Linked DNA regions of Hordeum vulgare: region 2 is linked to region 1. The links are chromatin contacts, called in public Hi-C maps. All regions are on one chromosome and are shown on one strand. Each heading gives the region's core, a stretch centred on a gene start, on an enhancer-like site or on the middle of the called end of the contact. The rest is flanking DNA. Distances are from core to core; before and after follow the strand shown. Region 1 holds the start of LOC123427559 (protein TRIGALACTOSYLDIACYLGLYCEROL 1, chloroplastic). Region 2 holds the start of LOC123430685.

Region 1 (5,767 bases), core at 1,025-3,524:
TCTTTAATCCATTATATATTTTAATTGTAGTTTTTTCTACGAGAATTGCGACAATATGGAGCATCGACCGGAAATCATACCGTGTCTACCAAATGCTGACGCCAACCTCTTCACTCGACATGGACGAAGAGGAAGAAAACCGGTGTGGCCTACCTCCAACCACGCACCCTGTTTGAAGCCACCAAATTATTTTGCTCCTCAGTGCCGTTGATTGGAGTGCCACCGATGTGAGGGAAGAGCATAGACAAATTATTTGAAGGGCGCGGCGTCGTCCACATCACTGAACCGATGCCCCAGGGACAAACTGGGGCAACCCTTGCAACCCCCTGGAGTCGAATCACCGGGGTTCCAACCCCCAACCGTCTTCGAAGCGACGGATGAAGCAGGAAGGGACTTGCAACATCGTCGCTGAAGAAGAGGCAAAACGGTCGCCTCCCATATCTCTTTTCTAGAATTGCGAGGAGCGAACTGAATCCGTATTGGTGTCGGTAAGTCAATGATTGACTATTCAATTACATGCGATGGAGCGAACCAACATTTTTGCGATGTAGCGAACCAGCAATTGCAACGAGCGCACGCCATATACATGGGCCGACCGACGAGGGATGGCATGTGGGCGACCTTAAGCTTTTCCGGCGCTGAACGCGTCGAACGGGAACCCTCGGTTTGAGATGTCTGTCTTAATGAGTATCTTTTAAAACTGTTACTGACCGAGAGCGGCTAGTTGTCAAGCTCGTTTTCGAGAGCCTTCCAATAATCACTCTGAGGCGCCGCATTTGACGCCTTCTCAGGCGTCATCACCTGTCATGTTCAAAGTATTTTCTTTGCATTTTATTTTATTTTATTTTATTCACACATATTTTTGGCTTTTTAGGTGATTTTTTCAGTTTTATGATGTTTCGGTGTTTCATCGGTCTTCCTTGGCTTTTGAACGAACAATAATGAACAAAAAAGTGAAAAAATGCTTTTTTTTTCCTTTCTTGAAAATCATGACTTTTCTTCCGCGGCCATATCTCTTGAAGATAAAATAAAACATGTTTTTATTTATTTATTCATGAGAGGCACGATTTTGCTTCCGCAAGAGGCAAGTCGGTGCCACTCGAAAATGATAAAAATGTGTTTTCTATTTATTTTTCTTTCGCGAGAGGCACGGTTTTGCTTCTGCAAGAGACATGGCTGCGCCTCTCGAAAGAAAATTTGTTTCTGTTTTTTTTTTCACGAATGGCACGGTTTTACTTTCGCGGAAATGGGAAAAAATATTTTTTATTTCTTCCGCGAGAGGCATAGTTTTTTCATTGGTTTTTTTCTAAAAAAAATCGCTAAAACTCATCAACATGGGATCTAGTTTCGAAGACCTGGACGCAGGGAATCCAACGGTGAAGATGGTTTGAGATTTGAATGCACTGTGTAAAAGATAAACATTTAAAAATAACGAATCGATGAAAAAAAAGAAAACTTATAGATTGTAACAAGTGACGGACATGCAGTGCGCTACTTGTGGAAGCATGAGAAGGTGAGGGATGATCTTTAAAAGAGTACTCTTTAATTAGACCCCGTTCGGAGTCCCTCTGCTCCACGACTCTGTTCCCGGAGCGACGGAGCTGTAGTTAAAATTCGTGGAACGGCTACATGGGTGCTTTGTAAATTTATAAATTTTAAAGAGCTGGTGGATTATCGAAGGAGTCCTTTGTTTTTTTTCTTTGAGGCAAATGAGTCCTTAGTATTTTGTTAGTGATCGGACCGTCTGTTGGAAGGTGTCCTTAGGAATTTTTGCGGTAGACGTGTAACCATCCCATCAAAAACCTTGACGTTAGGTTGTTATATCTTATATATCACTAGCAAAATAGCCCGTGCGTTGCAACGGGAGAAAAAAATACCACACACTTTTAAACTTTTTATAATTATTTTGATTTATTAAAATAATAAACTAACTAACTAATGTAGTTAGTCCTATCCTATTTTGTTGAAAAATCAATCCGTCCATTGTTAATTTCATCATAATGAGAAATTGAAGCGCGAGTTGAATAACAAAAATTACAGGGGCTTTTTTATAAAAATGACGTGGTGGGTTTTCCGACGAAAACAATAGCCGCTTTATTATTAAAAATAAATCTTATACTTATATTATATATCATTATGAAGCCTGATGGTAAGAGAAGGGTCAAATTTTAATTTTTTTATACCGAAATTTAACCTGTGCCGGGCCGCATGACCGGGTTAAAGCCTTTAGCGGGATTACTTGTCCAGCCCATTAGTGCCTTTATTGTGGGCCAGCAGAGACTCCTTCCTCCCCACCGATACGGTCATTCCCCATCGCTTCCCACCCACTCCAACGCGGCCACCGCGACCACCACTGTCCCGATCTCCGGCCACCGCCACCACCGCCACCGACACCATGTCGTCCACCACGGCAGGGGGCGCCCTCCTCCTCCGCCCCACCTCCGTCACGACGAACCCTCTCCTCCGCCTCGCCATCCCCTGCCCCAAATCCCACCTCCTCCGCCTCCACTCTTCACGCCGCCGCCTGCCCGTCCTCCGCCTCCCCCTGACGCCCCACGCCACTGCCGGCAGCAATTCCGCGCCGTCGCCTTCCCCTCCGCCCCCGCCCCCCACGGCCCCACCCCCTCTGTTCTCCAACTGGACCCCGCCTCGCGCGATCTGGCGGGGGCTCTCGGCTCTGCTCCTCGCAGGGCAGGTCTTCCACCGCGTCCTCACGGGACGCGTCCACCGCCGCAACCTCCTCGCCCAGCTCCGCCGCGTGGGCCCCGGGAGCGCGGGGGTCTCGCTCCTCACCGCCGCCTTCGTCGGCATGGCCTTCACCATCCAGTTCGTGCGCGAGTTCACCCGCCTCGGCCTGCACCGCTCCGTTGGTGGCGTCCTTGCCCTGGCGCTCGCTCGCGAGCTCACCCCGGTCGTCACCGCTGTCGTCGCTGCCGGCCGAGTTGGCTCCGCCTTTGCCGCCGAGCTCGGCACCATGCAGGTGTCCGAGCAGACCGACACCCTCCGCGTCCTCGGCTCACAGCCCATCGATTACCTCGTGGTCCCCCGTGTCCTCGCGTGCGTGCTGGCGCTCCCTGTCCTCACGCTCATCAGCTTCGCCCTCGGGCTTGCTTCCTCAGCCTTCTTGGCCGACGCCGTCTTTGGTGTAAGCACCAGCATCATTCTGGAGTCAGCTCGCAAGGCGCTGCGCCCATGGGACTTGATCAGCGCCTTGATAAAATCTCAGGTGTTCGGTGCCATTATCGCGGTGGTCAGCTGTGCATGGGGTGTGACAACACACGGAGGAGCCAAGGGCGTTGGCGAGTCCACAACGTCTGCCGTGGTCATTTCCTTGGTTGGAATTTTCATTGCAGACTTCGCTCTTTCGTGCCTGTTCTTCCAGGCTGGTGCTGGTGATTCGCTCAAGCACGCGATGGGTTAAGGCAAGACCACGGCAGAGAATTTTTTGCGTCGTAGCAGCATAATTTAGTACTGTACATTGACCAAAGTGTAGTAGTGGATTCAAGGAGGCCTGCATTGCAGCATCGACCACACTCCAGGTGAATGAGTTATTTTTGTTGTGATGTCATTTGGAAGTAAATTATTATGCATTATGCACATTCTGCAAATTGTTGCTCAATTGTTTGCATCCGATTTGTGTAAATCTTGTCACCACTTGGAAATAGAAATAAAACTACATGTGTCCAAGCCGCACTTGCGAACAGAGATGTAAATCGTTTTAAGATCAGCTCAACCATTCAAGCAGCACTGCAAAATACAATTGTTTTTATTGATATATGGTGATCGATATTGTATATCAGTTACAATATTGTACTCCAGGAGAGCACATACATATTAGGTCTTATTAGTAGTAGTGGCAATTCCTTTCGAAGCTTTATTCATCCTTGGATGAGAAGAACTGCAGAAGTTTTGTTGACAGCTCTGGGAATATGCGAGTTGGATGATAGTCTTTGTCAAGGCAAACAAGGGTTCCTTTGGCTTCCAGCACGAGCTGTAAGGAGAATAAAAGGTGAGAGATACTCCCTCTGTACCTAAATAATTGTAGTTCGAGAAAACTAGTCTAGTTTTCCTCAACTACAATTATTTAGGTACAGAGGGGGAGTACATGACAATGCTCAGAAATATCAGTAGTTGATGACAGACCACGAATTTGAGTACCTTATGTTGGAACACTTTGCACATGCACAAGATTGATAGTAAAGCATACCTTATGATCTGGCAGTGTCTCAATTTTGTGCTCAAGGATCAATCTTACACCTTTGATTTGCCCGAGCTGCACCTTGACGACAAACCTGTCACCACTCTGGCAATGCGGGATAAACTTACTGAATTTTCCTTGTATGATATGGTATATCTGACGTAAATGTATCTTACTAGGGAAATCATGTCTATCTGAATTGATAAACCTTCTACTCCCTCTGTCCCAAAATTCTTTTCTTAAATTTGTTTAGATATGAATGTATCTAGTCACGTTTTAGTATTTAGATACATTCATTTCTGGACAAGCTTAAGACAAGAATTTCGGGACGGAGGGAGTATATATTAAATCCTTAAGGAACATTAGTTCAGTTTCAGCACCAGGAGTCTAAGTTCTCTATGGTATGCTGTGCTTTAGCAAAACGTACCCTTAAAGGTGCAATGTACTTTAGATGTACTTCTGAAAGAGGAGTGCACTGCCTTTGGATACCATCGAGTCTACACTAATTCCAAGGCTTTCCAATAGCTTGTCATGACCTGTTATATCATATATATAAATCATGTGAATTTGGAATGATCCGCAGTAGTTCTTGAAAATTGACATGGCTAACCATTTCGAATGTAACTACTGTAGATAGCATTGTTGACAACACCATATTTGTCGAGTTCTGTGTCATGAACTTTCATCTCAATTTCGAAATATTTGTCCTTCCTAATATAGCAAGTATTAGCAAATATACCGACATAATATCATGGTTATGATGAAATAGCAGGAGGGATGGTTTCAGAGAACTTTAAGCTGTATTCCTGGTTTCTGTTCGCAGTAGCCACAACTTGTAGGTGGCTGGTTGCTCTAGGAGCAGCCTTGACCTGGTGCTGTTGGGGATATGCTTGGCCAAAGGACATCACAATTTGGCAGTAATTGGATCCCCCTCCACCAGCAGTGTATACCCGCCGTGGATGTTGAGGGAACTGGTGGGTGGCAAGAGGAATGAGGGCACCTATCTGCTGCATTGTGGACACCCATGATGTTTGTTATTGGTGGCAATGCTGCTACTTATAGGGATTATTATGATCTAAGAAGGCACCTGATTCTTCAACATTTTCCATAGACTTCCAGTAAGTCTGATTTGTGAGCGTACACCTCTACTCTACATTTCTACACAAATGTGCTGGTGATATTATTTGGCCTGCAAAGGACATTGACTTCTGAAATTGGTGTTTGAACTGTTGAGTGTGAGTACGGTTACAGCATATGGTACAGCTGATCTGGTTTAGTTCAGTATATGGTACAGCTGGTCTGATTGTGCGCTCAAGATATCCGTTGGCCTGCAAAGCGGATTAACTTCCGAATTTTAGCTTTGAGCCTGTGAGTGGCTAGTGGCTACACATGTCAGGTCGTCATATCATTTTTGTTGGCTGCCAAATTCATCTGGCATGCGGTCGTCCGGGTCTTCTACCGTGCCTTCTTGATCCTGTAGTTTAGAAAAGAGTTAATTACACTCGTAATACAACAACTTGCTCGATATTAACAAATTCATACATAAACTTAAAAACCTTACAAAACTCA
Region 2 (5,767 bases), core at 2,201-4,700, 220 kb before region 1:
TTTTGTACACGTTAATTTTTTTCAAATTGATGATTAACATTTTCCAATAATTTTGTTTGATGACTACTTTGTCATACACATTTTACATTATTGGTATAACCCAGAATATTTTTTTAATACACGGTTACCATTTTTGAAACATATGGATAATGATTTTTGTACATGATCAGCATTTTTTATATTTTTATTTTTATGATTAATTCATTTAATACACGTTCCACATTTTTTATAATCATCAGGAGCATTTCTTATACGTGTTTAACATTTCTAAATAGACGATTAACAAGTTTTTTCAACTGCATGATTAATATTTTGTATATTCATAAGAAACATCTTTACTATACACATTTATTTTAAAAATGCTATAATAATATTTTCAAATGTTTTATGTACTGTTTTCTGTATTATGTATATGTAATATTTGAAAGTATAAACGAAAGTAAAAAAAATGAAAACAAGGTTGTGCCTAACCCGTGAGCTGGGTCGGCCGAATCTCGTGCTCAGCCAACCAAGGCTGCCCTACATCTCGCGTCGAGTTGGAGATAGGCGTGCCCCTGCTTGAACGCCCATCAACACCGGAAGGAACTAGTTAGCGAGCGCTCCTTCGGTAGCCTCCCAGCGAGCATTCATACACGTCACCATTTGGCACGTTCTCAACCGCCTTCACGTGTCGCCCTCTGAGCACTTCCTCCGAATTTCTATTTTTTTTATTTTTTCGCACGCATTTTCGGCCTTTTAGATTGATTTATTTCATTTTTTTATGTTTCAGTTTTTCAACGTTCTTTTTTAGTATTTTTCATGAAAAAACATGTTTTTTATTTATTTTTCGTGAGAGGCGTGGTTTTGCTTTCGTGAAAGGCACGATTTTGTCTTCATGAGTGCCTTTTGGAAACGGAAAAAATATGTTTTCTATTTTTTTGCGAGAGACACGATTTTGCTTTCACGAGAGGTACGATTTTGCCTTCACGAGAGACACGGACATGCCTCTCGGAAAAGAAAAAAATGTATTTTCTGTGTTTATCAGCGAGAGGTACGATTTTTTTCACGAGAGACATGGTTTTATCTTCGTGAGAGGCACGACCGTGCCTGTGAAAAAGGAAAAAAAACGTATTTTTTTTTCCGAGAGGCACACCTTCAAGAATCTGAGTCAACATATCCCAGATTTATAAAGTCATTATAGACACCTTGCTGTTGCGAAAAGGTCGCTTACCGTTGAAGAATAAAAACTCTAAATCTTGACATAAATTCAAAAAATGCGTGCATGCATGCTATAGAAATTTAACCAGGTGAGCAGGTTTCACCACGAGGAATCTGACCATCTAAGCTACGGGCGCTCGGTTTGCCGCTTTCAACAGTTCAGACTAGTAATTATCATCTGGCTGGTACACCTTGCAAAGACATCAACAAATGGCATGTCTATGCGAGCCACTTGACGTCAGAAGAGGATTATATCTGCGTCACTTGGCACCACCGAAGATGTTGGGGAGTTTCTTGTGCCACGTATCAGAGGGACTGTGGAGGGTGTCATACGTGCTTGAATACATTTTTGAACAAATCCGTATTTATTGAAAAATATAATCAAACGGCATTTATTTTAAAACGAAAAGAGTACATTTATTTTTAAAAATATACCATTGTAATAGAACATTCGAGAATCTCGGGCGAGCTATCAATGCACAAAGAGGCACAAACATGTGTGCTTTAAAAAAAAAGATCAATGGGCATTCAAAAAATGCGTGCATGCATGCTATAGAAATTTAACCAGGTGAGCAGGTTTCACCACGAGGAATCTGACCATCTAAGCTACGGGCGCTCGGTTTGCCGCTTTCAACAGTTCAGACTAGTAATTATCATCTGGCTGGTACACCTTGCAAAGACATCAACAAATGGCATGTCTATGCGAGCCACTTGACGTCAGAAGAGGATTATATCTGCGTCACTTGGCACCACCGAAGATGTTGGGGAGTTTCTTGTGCCACGTATCAGAGGGACTGTGGAGGGTGTCATACGTGCTTGAATACATTTTTGAACAAATCCGTATTTATTGAAAAATATAATCAAACGGCATTTATTTTAAAACGAAAAGAGTACATTTATTTTAAAAAATATACCATTGTAATAGAACATTCGAGAATCTCGGGCAAGCTATCAATGCACAAAGAGGCACAAACATGTGTGCTTTAAAAAAAAAAGATCAATGGGCATTCAAAAAATGCGTGCATGCATGCTATAGAAATTTAACCAGGTGAGCAGGTTTCACCACGAGGAATCTGACCATCTAAGCTACGGGCGCTCGGTTTGCCGCTTTCAACAGTTCAGACTAGTAATTATCATCTGGCTGGTACACCTTGTAAAGACATCAACAAATGGCATGTCTATGCGAGCCACTTGACGTCAGAAGAGGATTATATCTGCGTCACTTGGCACCACCGAAGATGTTGGGGAGTTTCTTGTGCCACGTATCAGAGGGACTGTGGAGGGTGTCATACGTGCTTGAATACATTTTTGAACAAATCCGTATTTATTGAAAAATATAATCAAACGGCATTTATTTTAAAACGAAAAGAGTACATTTATTTTTAAAAATATACCATTGTAACAGAACATTCGAGAATCTCGGGCGAGCTATCAATGCACAAAGAGGCACAAACATGTGTGCTTTAAAAAAAAAAAAGATCAATGGGCACAAACATGCAACCCCGACGGGGTTCGAACCCTGGCCGCAGGATGAGCCACTGCCCAACCATGCCACTAGGCTACAGCCTAAGCCTCAATATGTGCGCTTTTCACTGTAGAGGAACAAAGGATTATTGCGCCTGACGGCCTGAGCGAGAGCACGGACAGAAAAGTCATTTTTTTTTTTGCGATGAAGAAAAGTCATGTACTGGAAGAGGGTAATCTGTAGACATGCTTGTTTTTAAAAGGAGTGGAACTGATTTTTTTTCTTTTGGTAAAGTTGGGTTTAGGGAATCTGCCATCTAGTATTTAACTTTCTAAAACTTATTTTAGTGATCTAAACACTGTTATACGGAGGAAGTATTTCTTTACGGAGTACTCCTTTCATCCGAAAATACTTGTTATAGAAATGAACGTATCTAGATGCATTTTGTTTATAGATACGTCCACTTTCATTTATTTTTATGATAAATAATTTCGGATGGAGGAAGTATTTTTCTTCTCAATGTCGGTTTTCAGAGATCTTTCCAGAGATGCCGTGAGGATAAACACCACCAACTCCAACGGATGGGCACGGTTCGTGGGCAAAACTGCCTCTTTGATCTCCTAAAAAAACGCTTGACCTCCCCCAGAACCAGCTGGTCTCCGATCAGGACGGAGAATATCTCCCCCCGTCACTGCCGTCACCGGACGGGACTGCCTCAGCGCCCATGAAAGCCAAACACTTGTCATCACTAGCCAGAGCGCTAACTTGTGTGTGCGGCTGCCATAGACCCTGGCCATGACAGCTATGTATAAACCTAGCTAACCTGTCCATAACAGCTTGCCGCGATCGTGCATGCATGGTTAACGAGGACGGACTGAACCGCTCGCACAGCAGCTCCCCGCCATAGGCGAGCTCTCTAATCGCATGTACATGTGTGAATCTCCATCGTCTCTGGTACTTAAGTGTTTGCGTTCCCAGGGTTGCACATAGCCATACTTTGACCCTTAACTTCTCCCCCCCACATGTTGACGCCGCGTGTTTCCCTAACACCGGCTGCATCTACTTGAGCGTCATGGCCAGATGCCGCCTCGTCCCCAGCCGCCACCGGCGGCGTACAAGCACTTCTGCAGAGTCTGCAACAAGGGGTTCACGTGCGGCAGCGCGCTCGGCGGGCACATGAGGGCTCACGCCGTCGCCGACGACGGCCCCGGCGCGGATGATGATGACGACGAGCCCGTGTCGTCCGCGCGCGGCGGGGAAGACGGGCCGTCCACGGCGGGAGCAGCGACGACGCACGTCTACGCGCTCCGGGCGAACCCTAACCGCCTCACCAGGGGCTGCCAGGTGTGCAGGAACTGCGGGAAGGAGTTCTCTTCGATGGAACTTTTCCTTGAGCACGGCAAGTGCACCTCCGGCGAAGAGGAGGACGCGAACGGCTCGCCGCCTCCGTCCGTGGCCGACGGAGATGAGGACCCGTCGCTAGCCTCAGGGTGGTCTAAGGGGAAGCGCTCGCGTCGCGCCAAGTCGATCGCTGGAGGAGGCGATGATACAATGCCCGGGACATCGACGGCGCCGCCTGGCGAGGACGAGGAGGAGGACCTGGCGAATTGCCTCGTCATGCTCTCGTCGTCCAAGGCCGACCAGGCCACCGTCGCCGCCGAGGGTAACCCTGAGCCGTGCGCGCCGGCCAGCAAAGAACACGGGAAAAGGCCTCATCAACAGCCGCAACCACCCTTCCCGATCGTCGTACCGGCGCCGGATCAAACGATGATGCTGCCTCTGGCTTTGCCAGCACCGCAACCGCAATACGCCTCGGCGCCCATGCCACGTGGCTTGTTCGAGTGCAAGGCATGCAAGAAGGTGTTCACGTCGCACCAAGCTCTCGGCGGCCACCGTGCCAGCCACAAGAAGGTCAAGGGCTGCTTCGCTGCCAAGCCCGAGAGCAGCATCGGTGAGCCACCTCACCACCACGCAGCGGCCGCCGGTCCCAGCGATGGAAAGGGAAATGCCGCCGCCGTCGATGTCATCCATGCAAGTGGCGGTGCTGATGCCAAGACAAACGTCGATGTCAGCACCGGTGGCAACACGAGCGGGGCCACCCCATCCCTATCAATGGCCATAACGACCACGGACCAGGAACCGCCGGACGCGGCGTTGGCCATTGCACCGTTCAAGAAGAAGGCGACCAAGATGCATGAGTGCTCCGTCTGCCACCGCCTCTTCGCCTCTGGTCAAGCGCTCGGAGGCCACAAGCGGTGCCACTGGCTCACCTCGGGCACAGGGGAACACGCCAACATCACATCCCTGACAGCAGAAGGCCTTGTCACCGCTGCTGGCCACCAGCTCACTCTCCGGCCACTGGTGGACGCTCCGGAGCCGGCGCTAGACCTCACCATCGCGTCCAACCCGTCGCCGGTGATGGCCAGCGCGAGGGTCGCCGAGGTCGGAACCAGCTCGCTGCACCTTGAGGCGCCGCCGTCGCTGTACCTCCAGCCAGCGACGGTACCAAGCAATCCCAGCCACCAGAACAAGATGACCGCGACGAGCAGCCACAACGTTACCGACGCTGTGACTGCCCACGAAGCCGCTGAGGACGAGGCGGACAGCACGGCCGTCAAGAAGGCCAAGCTAAGTGATCTCAAGGACGTGAGTGCAGCGGGGGAGACGACGCCATGGTTGCAGGTCGGCATTGGCTCCTCGTCGGCCAATGGTGACGAGAAGAGTGCACGGGAATGGGGCGCGACGAGTAGAGCCGGCAGCGTCAACACTGAAGTGGCTGAACCTGAACCGAGACACTGAGATGGTACATAATATGTTCCTTTTTTTTTTTTTTTTTTTTTTTTGTGAACTAACAGTAGCCTATTAGTGTAGCAATTTGCATATATCGTTTCGCACGCGTATATACTTAGATGGTACGTAATTTGCACCGACAAGTGTGTATGTATGATCGAGCAACAAATTTTGTCAGCGGCTATTCTAATAAAACAAATAAGATGAGATGCACCATCAAAGCATTGCTTGTGTCTCCCTTACTGCATATATCAATATCAGGATTTGAGATTGCTAATCGGGGATGCCGCCTGGTCTCTCTTAGAGCATCTCCAA

What was found. A called contact is a pair of places that touch in the nucleus more often than the background predicts.
Region 2: a contact with region 1 is called in a Hi-C map of seedling, with 3 times the contacts expected there. The contact joins the promoter of LOC123430685 here to the promoter of LOC123427559 in region 1. A contact is called at or near these places in 2 of 6 Hi-C or Micro-C datasets (leaf and seedling) and 1 of 1 datasets of contacts at active chromatin or transcription factors (embryo).

Annotation. Positions count from the first base shown.
Region 1 is chr2H:595,227,313-595,233,079 of MorexV3_pseudomolecules_assembly, reverse strand. It overlaps LOC123427559 (protein TRIGALACTOSYLDIACYLGLYCEROL 1, chloroplastic), which reads left to right and starts at 2,274. Exons shown (of 1, transcript XM_045111639.1): 1 at 2,274-3,687. The coding sequence starts at 2,396. The coding sequence ends at 3,421.
Region 2 is chr2H:595,444,709-595,450,475 of MorexV3_pseudomolecules_assembly, reverse strand. LOC123430685 reads left to right here and starts at 3,450. Exons shown (of 1, transcript XM_045114532.1): 1 at 3,450-5,661. The coding sequence starts at 3,743. The coding sequence ends at 5,461.